Linked DNA regions of Sus scrofa: region 1 is linked to region 2. A link is a contact called in public HiChIP or PLAC-seq data. All regions are on one chromosome and are shown on one strand. Each heading gives the region's core, a stretch centred on a gene start, on an enhancer-like site or on the middle of the called end of the contact. The rest is flanking DNA. Distances are from core to core; before and after follow the strand shown.

Region 1 (4,609 bases), core at 1,777-4,276, 360 kb before region 2:
TTTCAGGAGGTGAACGCAGAAAATCTAGTTCAGTAAAGTGTCCTTCTGGTCAACCTTCAAATAGCCTTTAGGGAAATAGCGTGGCTGGTGAGGCTAAATCATTAACCATAATGTCACGCTCCTGATTTTCTTATGTAAATGAAGCCCAAAGACTGTTCAAGTGTAAAACTATGGAGGCAGTCACCTTATCTTCTGGTAGGTAAATCTATCACTCTGTGAATTAAAAGTTTTTTCTGAGATCTAAAAATATGAGGCAAAATAACCAAAAATCTTTATCTTGAACATGAGAGGTCTAGGAATTTGTGAGCTGAAATTTGATGGTACATTAACCATGTAAGTTAATGAAATAGTACCTGTCCTCTCTTTTTCCTTATAATACAAAGTTGGGTCTGGTTTGTAGTCTTTTTTTTTTTTTTTTTTTTTTTTTAACAGCCACGCATGCAGCATATAGAAGTTTCCAAGCTAGGGGTCAAATCTGAGCTGCTGTGGCTATGCCACAGCCACATCAGATCCGATGGTTTGTATTCTTAATTCCTACAATGAGTTGCTGTTTTAATCCTCAGCTGTACTACATAGTTTGATTTTCATAATGAGATGGTGTTTGTTGTCTTTAGAAAAATAAATGGCTGCAATTTAGTGGGCTCTTTGGATTCAGTTCAGTATAAGCACCCACGTAAACATAGGTTTACATGGAAAAAAATATGTCCCCAAGTGCTAGGGAAAATGTGTGTGTGTTTACTAACAATTTGGCAGTATAGGCTGTCATGTGATCAAGCCTTTTAGGAAGGGTCTCTGCTCCCCTGCAGCTGATGGGGTCACCCTAGCAGCATGGGTCCCCAGTGCCCTTGGGGCTCCGAGGGCTCTGAGAATTGGAGTGGGAAGGAGAGGGAGGGCAGAGAGGAGCACTGAAGACCCTAGGAAGCTTCCACTGAAATTCTAAAAGCTTTTCCCAGAGTAGCATTTCAAGAGCTGTTGATCAGCCTGGAATATCAGACATAGATTGGATCCTGACTTGAAAGGAGGAAAAGAAATGAACAGTCATGACTCATTTTTCCATGCAAGAAAGAAAGCCTTAAAACAGGGTGTGGGCTGTCAACTTCATTTCCCGCTGACTCTGAAGATTTCACAACCTTAGGAGGTCATGGAGGTTGTATGTAGCTGGTCATCTGGAATGGACTATGGCCTGGCAAATGGTCTTAAAACAGCCACAGAAGAACCTGCAGTAACTTTGACCTAAGCTTTCATAGTGGACCCTGTTGTTCTATAGTTGTCCGTGGCAACTCAAATAGGCTCCATGGTCTCAGTTAGCAGGCAATCCAATTTGGTAGATAATTTGTTTAAAAGCAGATTCTTTTATTGGGTGAAATATTCAACCCAATAATCCAAATAGTGTTGAGTTATTTAACTTTCTGTTTCCTTGACATAAGCAACTACTTCACACTTAGAAAAAAAAAAATCTTTTTTTTTTTCTTTTTAGGGTTGTACCTATGGCATATGGAGCTTCCCAGGCTAAGGACTGAATCAGAGCTGTAGCTGCTGGCCTACACCACAGTCACAGCAACGTGAGATCCGAGCCATGTCTGTGACCTACAACACAGCTCATGGCAATGCTGGATCCTTAACCCACTGAACAGGGCCAGGGATCAAACCTGCATCCTCATGGATGCTAGTCAGATTCATTTCCACTGAGCCACGATGGGAACGCCTAGAAAAAATCTTAACTGTCAATCTTTTTTTTCTCTTCTTTCTTTTTAGGGCCACACTATCGGCACATGAAAGTTCCCAGGCTAGGGGTCGAATTGGAGCTGCAGCTGCCGGCCAACACCACGGCCACAGCAAAGCGAGATCCCCAACCCAAAAGAGGATAGAGTAAAGAGGCCAGGGATTGAACCCACATTCTCATGGATAATAGATTTGTTTCCACTGCACCACAATGGGAACTCCTTAAGTGTCCATCTTAAGAAGTTAATCGTAACACTTGGAAGAAATCACAGTATTTAAGCTCTGATTGAATAGTTGTCCTAAAATGCAGCAGAGAAGTCAGAATAGGCATTGGTGAAGTTTTGGCGGTGAGAGCAAAAGTTTGGCCCAGCTGTTTTTAGTCTGTGTTTGAAAGGAACTAGAGGAAGGACCAATTATTTCAGAGTGAATTCCAGAATAAAATAGTCTAAGAAAATGCACGGCCTTTTGCTTTAGCTACCAGGAGATTGTCACCAACGTTTGCCTCCTGTTTGTGATTAGCAGGGCACCTTGGGTTCCTGGGAGCAGGTAGGCCATCTCTGCTTCCAAACAAGAATCAACATTTGGTTTAAATCCTCGTCGTTTCTGCTCATTTCCAGTTCTTGGCCGAACCTTACTTTAGCAAATCGATTTTACCGTGTCCAGTGGAAGAGGATCTTGGTGGAATGTAATGGAACCCGCATATCTTTTTCTCTTGCAGAATGGCTTTACCCCTCTTCATATCGCCTGCAAGAAAAACCGAATTAAAGTCATGGAACTCCTACTGAAACACGGTGCATCCATCCAAGCCGTAACCGAGGTGAGAAGTGGAGGGTTTCTGAGGTTCCCCATGTGCTGGGAAGATAGCCTCACCAGCCACAAACTGACAAACTAGTTTTGCTGTCTGTGGTTGTCAGACTACTTTCTGAACCCTTTGCCTAAGGGGCCATCCGTCCTAAGGAGGGCAGATAAGTCGGGGCGAGAGAGTACAAACACATCTTCTTGTGACTAGAAGTATAACCTAGACCTGTATGCCATGATCAAGGGATAGTTTATGTGAGAAAAAGCATAATTTTTATGAAATCCTGTAATGCAGTGCTTCTCAAATCCTGTAATGCTGTATTTGGGAGTGGCATTTGGCCATGTCTGAAAATATTCTAGTTGCACAACTGGATGGTGCTACTGGCATCTAGTGGATGGAAGCCAGAGACGCTACTGACCATTTTATGGTGTGCAGTCCAGCCTCCCACAACTGGCTCAGAAGGTCACACATGCCAGTTAAGAAACTCTATATAACATAACCTCCGTGTGTTTGTGAAGCGGGGACTGCGCTGGGGAAAAGCCCAGAATTAAGGCAACACGGGGTTGCCCAGGTTAGTAAAGGACTAGCTGTGGGTTTCTTTTGTGCACACTGACAGGGAACTCAGCAAAGTGATCCACCGGGATCAGGGCTGAGCTGGTACCACAGCAAACCGAGCCTGGCCTCCACCCTCCACACTCACCCCTCCCCCACCTACCCCCAAACACCCTGGTCCCAATGGACTCTAATCATTGGCACTTCCCCAGACTGGACTCCCTTTTTGGTCACTCCATGTCTCTGCACCCTCCATGTGTTACACCACCTTTCCGGCCTGGTTCTGCATGACTTTTGGGACCACATCTGGGGCCACCTTCTCCAGGAATTCTCCCTAACCCTTGTCCTGGTTCAGGAGCTTCTCTGAGGAACCATCACCTCATTCTGTGCATATTTCCCTTAAGCTCCTGTCCAGCCAGATTGCTTGTGACCCAGCCGTTCCCCCTGCTCTCCCAGAAGAAATCACAGGCTCTATCAAGGCAGGCCCAGGTCTTATTGGTCTTAATATACCCACAACCCAGTAGATCCCACAACAGATCATTCAGTAAAGATTTGTTGACTGTATCCATAAAGACTATAGGATTTAAAGCAAATATAAACACTAAGCTCTAGTCTAATCTTTGTTGATTGCTTTGCCTCAATTTCTTACCTGAAAATGAAATATTTGCTGTGACTTCTAACACTTATAACATTGAAATACTAAATGATGGAATTACTAATACTGATTCCCTCTTTTAGGAGTCTTCTGGCTTCATAGTAGGCACCCAGTTATTCCTTTTCTGGTTTTTTGTTGGTGGTGGTGGTGGTGGTGTTTTTTTTTGTTTGTTTTTTTGGGGGGTTTTTTTGGTTTTTTTTTTTTTTTTTTGCTTTTTAGGGCCCTATCCACAGCATATGGAGGTTCCCAGGCTAGGGGTACAATTGGAGCCAGACCTGCCAGCCTACACAACAGCACACAGCAGTGCAGGAGCCAAGCCGTGTCTGCAACCTATACCACAGCTCATGGCAACGCCAGAACCTTAATCCACTGAGCGAGGCCAGAGGTCAAACCCACAATCTCATGGTTCCTAGTCAGATTCATTTCTGCTGTACCACAATGGGAACTCCCACCCAGTTATTCTCAATGTAAAATAATAACTTTATTCTTCATGCACAGCAACCCTTTTTTAAAGACCAGAATGGGCTCTGAAATAAAAGGAGATTTCTGAGTGGTGTCTCAATACAGGTGCAGAGATGCCTCCTGTGACAAGAAGGTTCCACTGCCAGCTCTGTGCTCCCTGAGAGCTTGGAAAGGCGGTGCAGACCACGTCCCGCCCACGCCCCCTGCTGATGGGAAAAGGCATCAAATTAGAACACAGTTCTTTTCCCTATTTCCCACAGTTCCCACCAGTTGAAATCTGAGCAACCAGATCTGTCTCACTTTCATTGTATTTAAATTCTTTTCACAAATTTTTCAACATACTAAAATTGTTGTCGGAATTAGTTATCTCCTTTGCTCTTAGCTTTTTCTAGCCCTATTAATTTTTTTTCCCCCAAATT
Region 2 (4,741 bases), core at 1,816-4,315:
CTTCTATTTTCTGGGGAAATATACATAATGTAAAATTAACCACTTCAGTCTTTTTTGAGTGTATAATGCAGTGGCATTAAGTACATTCATATTGTTAGGCAACTGTTACCACCATCTATCCCCAGAACCTTTTCAAACTGTAACTCCGAACCCATTTAAAAATAGCCCCTCGTTCCTCGCTCCTGGTTCTTATTTAGACTTTTGAAAGGACATGGGTGGCTGGCTGTTTGAGGTTGAGGTCTCTGGCAAGTTCTGGAGCTATGTCTGTCCTGTGGCATGGTGGGTGGCCCCTGACTTAAGACACCAGGCATCACAACATGCCATTTTGTGGTAAATTCCTGAGAACGCCTCTTTGGCCAGTTGGAAGGCTTTTGTATGGCTTTGTGGACAAAGGGCTATAGGCCTGCTGTCCCCACTTAAGGGTTTCAGCCAGTCCTTTGTTGAAGTCTCACATTTTCTGCCACCCAATATGGAAGAACTGATCTCCATCTGGAAGATTTTTAAGAGTAATTGGTACCAATAGACTTTTCCCAACTGTGTGATTACTTGAATATGGCTCTCTAGGATGTTGGCTTCTGGATAAGACCTTACTGTGATGGCCTCCGAAGAGAAACTCTGCTGCAGGTGCCACTGATGGACAGATGAGTAAATTGTTCACCAGGAAAGTGCTTAGTGTTTTTCACCCAAAGGCCCCTGAGAGGCTATTTCTAGAACGGTTTTGGGTTTTGTCACTGTACTCTGGCTGTTGAGTCCGATAGTGATTGAACAATGCTTTTATGTGCATTTCAAAAGAATTCTTTGGTCCTGAGAACAAAATGAGATTATTGCTATAGAGAAGATGGCTCCCTTCCCACCTGCTACAACAGAGATGCTAGCTAGTACCTTTAAAAACTGAACCACATTTAAGTTTAGATGAGTGGAAATCCCTTGCCTTTTTAGAAGATCAAGTTTAGGAGGTAGCTTTGACACCTCCAAATATGATAATCCTCTCTGAAACAAAAAGCCAAAAAAGAGCATGTAGCTTTTCTCTCCAGTTTTTGTGCATATCTACCAGGTAGGCAGAAATCATACCTTGATTTTGTAAAAACTCTTGTCTGAAAAGTCTATATCCTTCTGAGCCCAGACTGTGGGATTGATGATCTGACTGCTGAGAACTGTCCTAAAAAGAACCTTCTAGTACATTTGCCAAGCCTAACACAGGCCTGCATCAGAACTAAATTCAGCTCTGGAATGCCTTGCAGAGAGGTTGTCGTTTAATCAGAATTTGTAATTAAAATTTATAAGAAATGTTTTGTAAGCAAACTCTTCATCAGAACATGATATATAATATTTATGTTAGAAAAGAGAAATCTAAAAGACTCTTCTGAAATGTTAGCTATATATTTGGGTGCTGAGCTTATAGGTTATGTTAATTTTCTTACATCCCTTTCCTTCCAACTTTGTAAAAGCAACATGCGTTACTTTTGTAATTGGAAAACATCTTATTTCCTAAAAAGGAAATTTAAAAATTTTAATGCATGTTTTGTCCTTAGCTTTTGGAACCTCCTTCTGTGTCACTGACTTTGAAAGCTCACAGTCCTGCTGCCATTACCAAACCAGACCTGGGTCTATTTACCCCACAAACAGCAAAGCCAGTCCACTAACTGCAGGCTGTGGTGAAGGGAAGATACAGTGGCACCAAGCAGGGAGAATGGGCAGCTCATGCTTAAAAGACCTGAACTCCCTGATGGCTTTGGAAGAATTTTTAAAGACAATATGAGGGGAAGGAAAGTCACAGCCTGTGTGATCCACTGGTGCACACTCTCTAATTGGTTGATGGTGAGATAATGGTGACATTTAATCTCAGTCATCAACCTTCAGTTTCCAACCAGTCTGAGGTGCCCATGCTGGTGATCCACAAGCAGCTAACTTCTTCCACCTGGTGGGGGTTTTAGTATCTGCAAAACAGCTCAAGGATATGGCTCAGGATATTATTTACAGCCCTAGAGGAGGAACTAAAGGTCCTTGCTTTGTTTTATGTCTAAATTTTGTCTTGCTTGACTGTTTTCCTCACTTCTCTGGTTAAATTTGCTCTTTGGAACTCAGAGAAGGCCTCAGAGGCTAAAGCTTTTTTGAAAACAAGAGGCAGAGGACACGGTGGGGTCTGAGGTGAGATGGGACATCCATGCTTAGGAAGCTCCTGCTCAGTTTTATCGTCATAGTTGCATATTTGTCATGGACAGCAGGGCACAGGAGCCTCCTGCAGAGTCAGGCCCATTTGCTGCGAGGCAAGGTTCGGGACCGCCCAGATCATTGAGAACTAGCGAAGCCAGAAGGCTCTCATGACTAGCTTACTAGCTTAGCTGTCTTGTCAGTCTTGATAGGATTCATTCCACTGCCCCCCCCCCCCATCCTAAAATCACTTTTTTAAAAATCCCTATATCCTCTGGCTAACTGTTAACCACCAACCACCAGGGCCAACTGGAAGACCTGGTGTTGCTGAGATTAAGAATGGTTTTGGCAATTAGGGATTTGCTCACTTGCTTTTATGTAAGCCTGAGGCATCAGGTTCACTTCCTGCTCTTGGGAGCCCTTGTTCAGTGGTTGCTTGGCACTCTTCTCCACCAATACCACTGCCAAAAGTGAACGAGTACTTTTTCTGTTTTGAAAACCATGGAACAGGGTTGAGATAAGAGAACCAGGTGTTACTTACTCCTCTGAATCTTTTCCCTCTAACCCAGTTTCCAAATTTTAGACCTAAAATAACAAATAGGTTCGTAGGTTTGTCCTTTGCTTCACACTTGAATTTGGATCTGGCCTTCAGAAAATAATGCTGCTAGAGCTATAATAGAAATTACTGTACTCATTTCCTTATGGGGGAGGCACATGCTTATTGATGACTGAAAGCACTTAAGGATGAAAGTTATCTGAGTCTCTTGTTCAGTGTGGCAGGGCTTATTTTTTATTGTTATCGATTTGGCCCCTGAGGTGATGACTCCTGGAATTTTTAAAGCAGTTGAAGTTGTCTCGCATCTATGGCAAGATGTTACGTGGAGGAGAGGAAGGAAGTTGTGGGCAAAAGCCACTGCCAAGTGATTTGTAGCCGAGCTGTTCAGAAGGCTGTCAGGAAACAGCTTTATTCTTCCATCTCCCTTTGCATAGGAATGGAACCCAGAGAAGGGATTGCAGTAAGTCTCCAAATCTGCCTATTCATTTAGACAAATTTACCTTCTCCCTTCCTCCCCTCAATTCTGGAGCAGTTGGTTCTCCTTGCAATACCATCCCAGTGGATTCAGGTTTTTTCTGGAGCTTGCACTTCCCTGACCCCTGCGTGGCTGTGTCTCTGGGCAGCAGGCAAGTGTACAGGCCTTAGAAGTGAGTCTGGTCTCTCAGGTTCCTTCTCAGGCATGTGCACTGGCATCTGAGGCCGCCCTTTTGACCCCAGGTTCTCCATGTCACCGAGGTGGCAGTGAAGTGAATTTGTTTGTGCAGGCAGCAGAATCACGTGTCAGGGTGATAAATATGTATGAAACTGGCTAGTTCATTTGAAAGACACCAAGGCTTACACTGCACCATTGCATCCATTCAGGTGAAAATTCATTTCTCTCCATGGCAGGGGCGGAGAGACCTTGAAATACGTTCTTCTTCATCAAGGTGGCTCAACCGGGAAAAACCTTTTAGTTTTTCAGAGCTATTAATGCTAATCAGAAAAAATTTGCTGTCAGCTGATAGCTAACAGCACATTTGGAGGCAAAGTTGGGGTTTTTGTTGCTGTTGTTTTTATTGTTGCTTTTCATTCCAGATTCTCCAAACCTCAGCTTTCTGTGTTCTCTGTTTCTTTTTGTGGAGCAAGGGGCTTATGCATTGTGTTCAGGATACATCTGCAAAAGGCTTCTGGAATGTTTTTATTGCATTTTAAATGCTGCAACCACCAGAGGCCAAATTATAAGCCAGAATTTTCCTCTTAGTAGCATGCCAGAAATCTCTCTGTCCAATGTAATTTGCATTATGATTAGAAAATACAATAAACTGGACACAGTTTTTTAGTCTTAGGGTATCACTGAGTTTTTCCCACAGTGTGTGTTGCCATTGTGGCTGGAGTTATATGCCAGCCTGGACCCCCTCAAAATGTAAGAGCAAGAGTAGGGGGTTAGAAGCTTCCTAGGCTGTCTTTGACAAAATTTGGGAAAATGCAGGTAGAAAGTAAAGGTAGGAGGAAAAGGAAATTAAAAATAATGAGATGAAGCTGGAGCGCGGTTGCTTTATTCAGCAGGGTAGGGGAGATAACCCTTATCCATTTTAGTTGAAGAGGTAAATCTTGGCTATTAAAGGATGTTTGGTTCCACTTGTAAATGGACATCAGCTGTCACTGGAAAAGCTTTTCTTTTTTTTTTTTCCCCTCGTCTTTTTGCCTTTTCTAGGGCCGTTCCTGTAGCATATGGAGATTCCCAGGCTAGGGGTCGAATTGGAGCTGTAGCTGCCAGCCTACGCCAGAGCCACAGCAACGTGGGATCCCAGCTGCTTCTGCAACCTACACCACAGCTCATGGAAACACTGGATCCTTAACCCATTGAGCAAGGCCAGGGATTGAACCCGCACCCTCATGGTTCCTAGTTGGATTTGTTAACCACTGCGCCAAGACGGGAACTCCTGGAAAAGCTTTTCAAATGATGTCAAAATTTGCAGTTATAAATGTTGTGATGTTTGAATTTCTTGGGTAGTTTTTTTTTTTTTTTTTTTCCTTTTCAGAACAGTCAGCCCA

Evidence for each region. HiChIP or PLAC-seq counts read pairs in DNA pulled down with a chosen protein or histone mark.
Region 1: an H3K27ac HiChIP or PLAC-seq map of skeletal muscle shows a contact between it and region 2, with 6 times the contacts expected there. The contact joins two enhancer-like sites. A contact is called at or near these places in 2 of 47 Hi-C or Micro-C datasets (embryonic fibroblasts and epiblast stem cells) and 1 of 2 datasets of contacts at active chromatin or transcription factors (skeletal muscle).

The regions. Positions count from the first base shown.
Region 1 is chr14:63,589,953-63,594,561 of Sscrofa11.1, reverse strand. It overlaps ANK3 (ankyrin-3), which reads left to right. Exons shown (of 47, transcript XM_005671012.3): 11 at 2,441-2,539. Among named protein-coding and RNA genes, the nearest start is that of ANK3, 220 kb to the left of the region's middle. Within about 2 kb of position 3,026, at least 8 of the 83 cell types and tissues checked have an H3K27ac peak or open chromatin away from gene starts, as enhancers often do. A contact at or near this core is called in skeletal muscle, where this site is marked.
Region 2 is chr14:63,229,260-63,234,000 of Sscrofa11.1, reverse strand. The region is part of intron 2 of CCDC6 (coiled-coil domain-containing protein 6); the gene reads left to right. Among named protein-coding and RNA genes, the nearest start is that of CCDC6, 68 kb to the left of the region's middle. Within about 2 kb of position 3,065, at least 8 of the 83 cell types and tissues checked have an H3K27ac peak or open chromatin away from gene starts, as enhancers often do. A contact at or near this core is called in skeletal muscle, where this site is marked.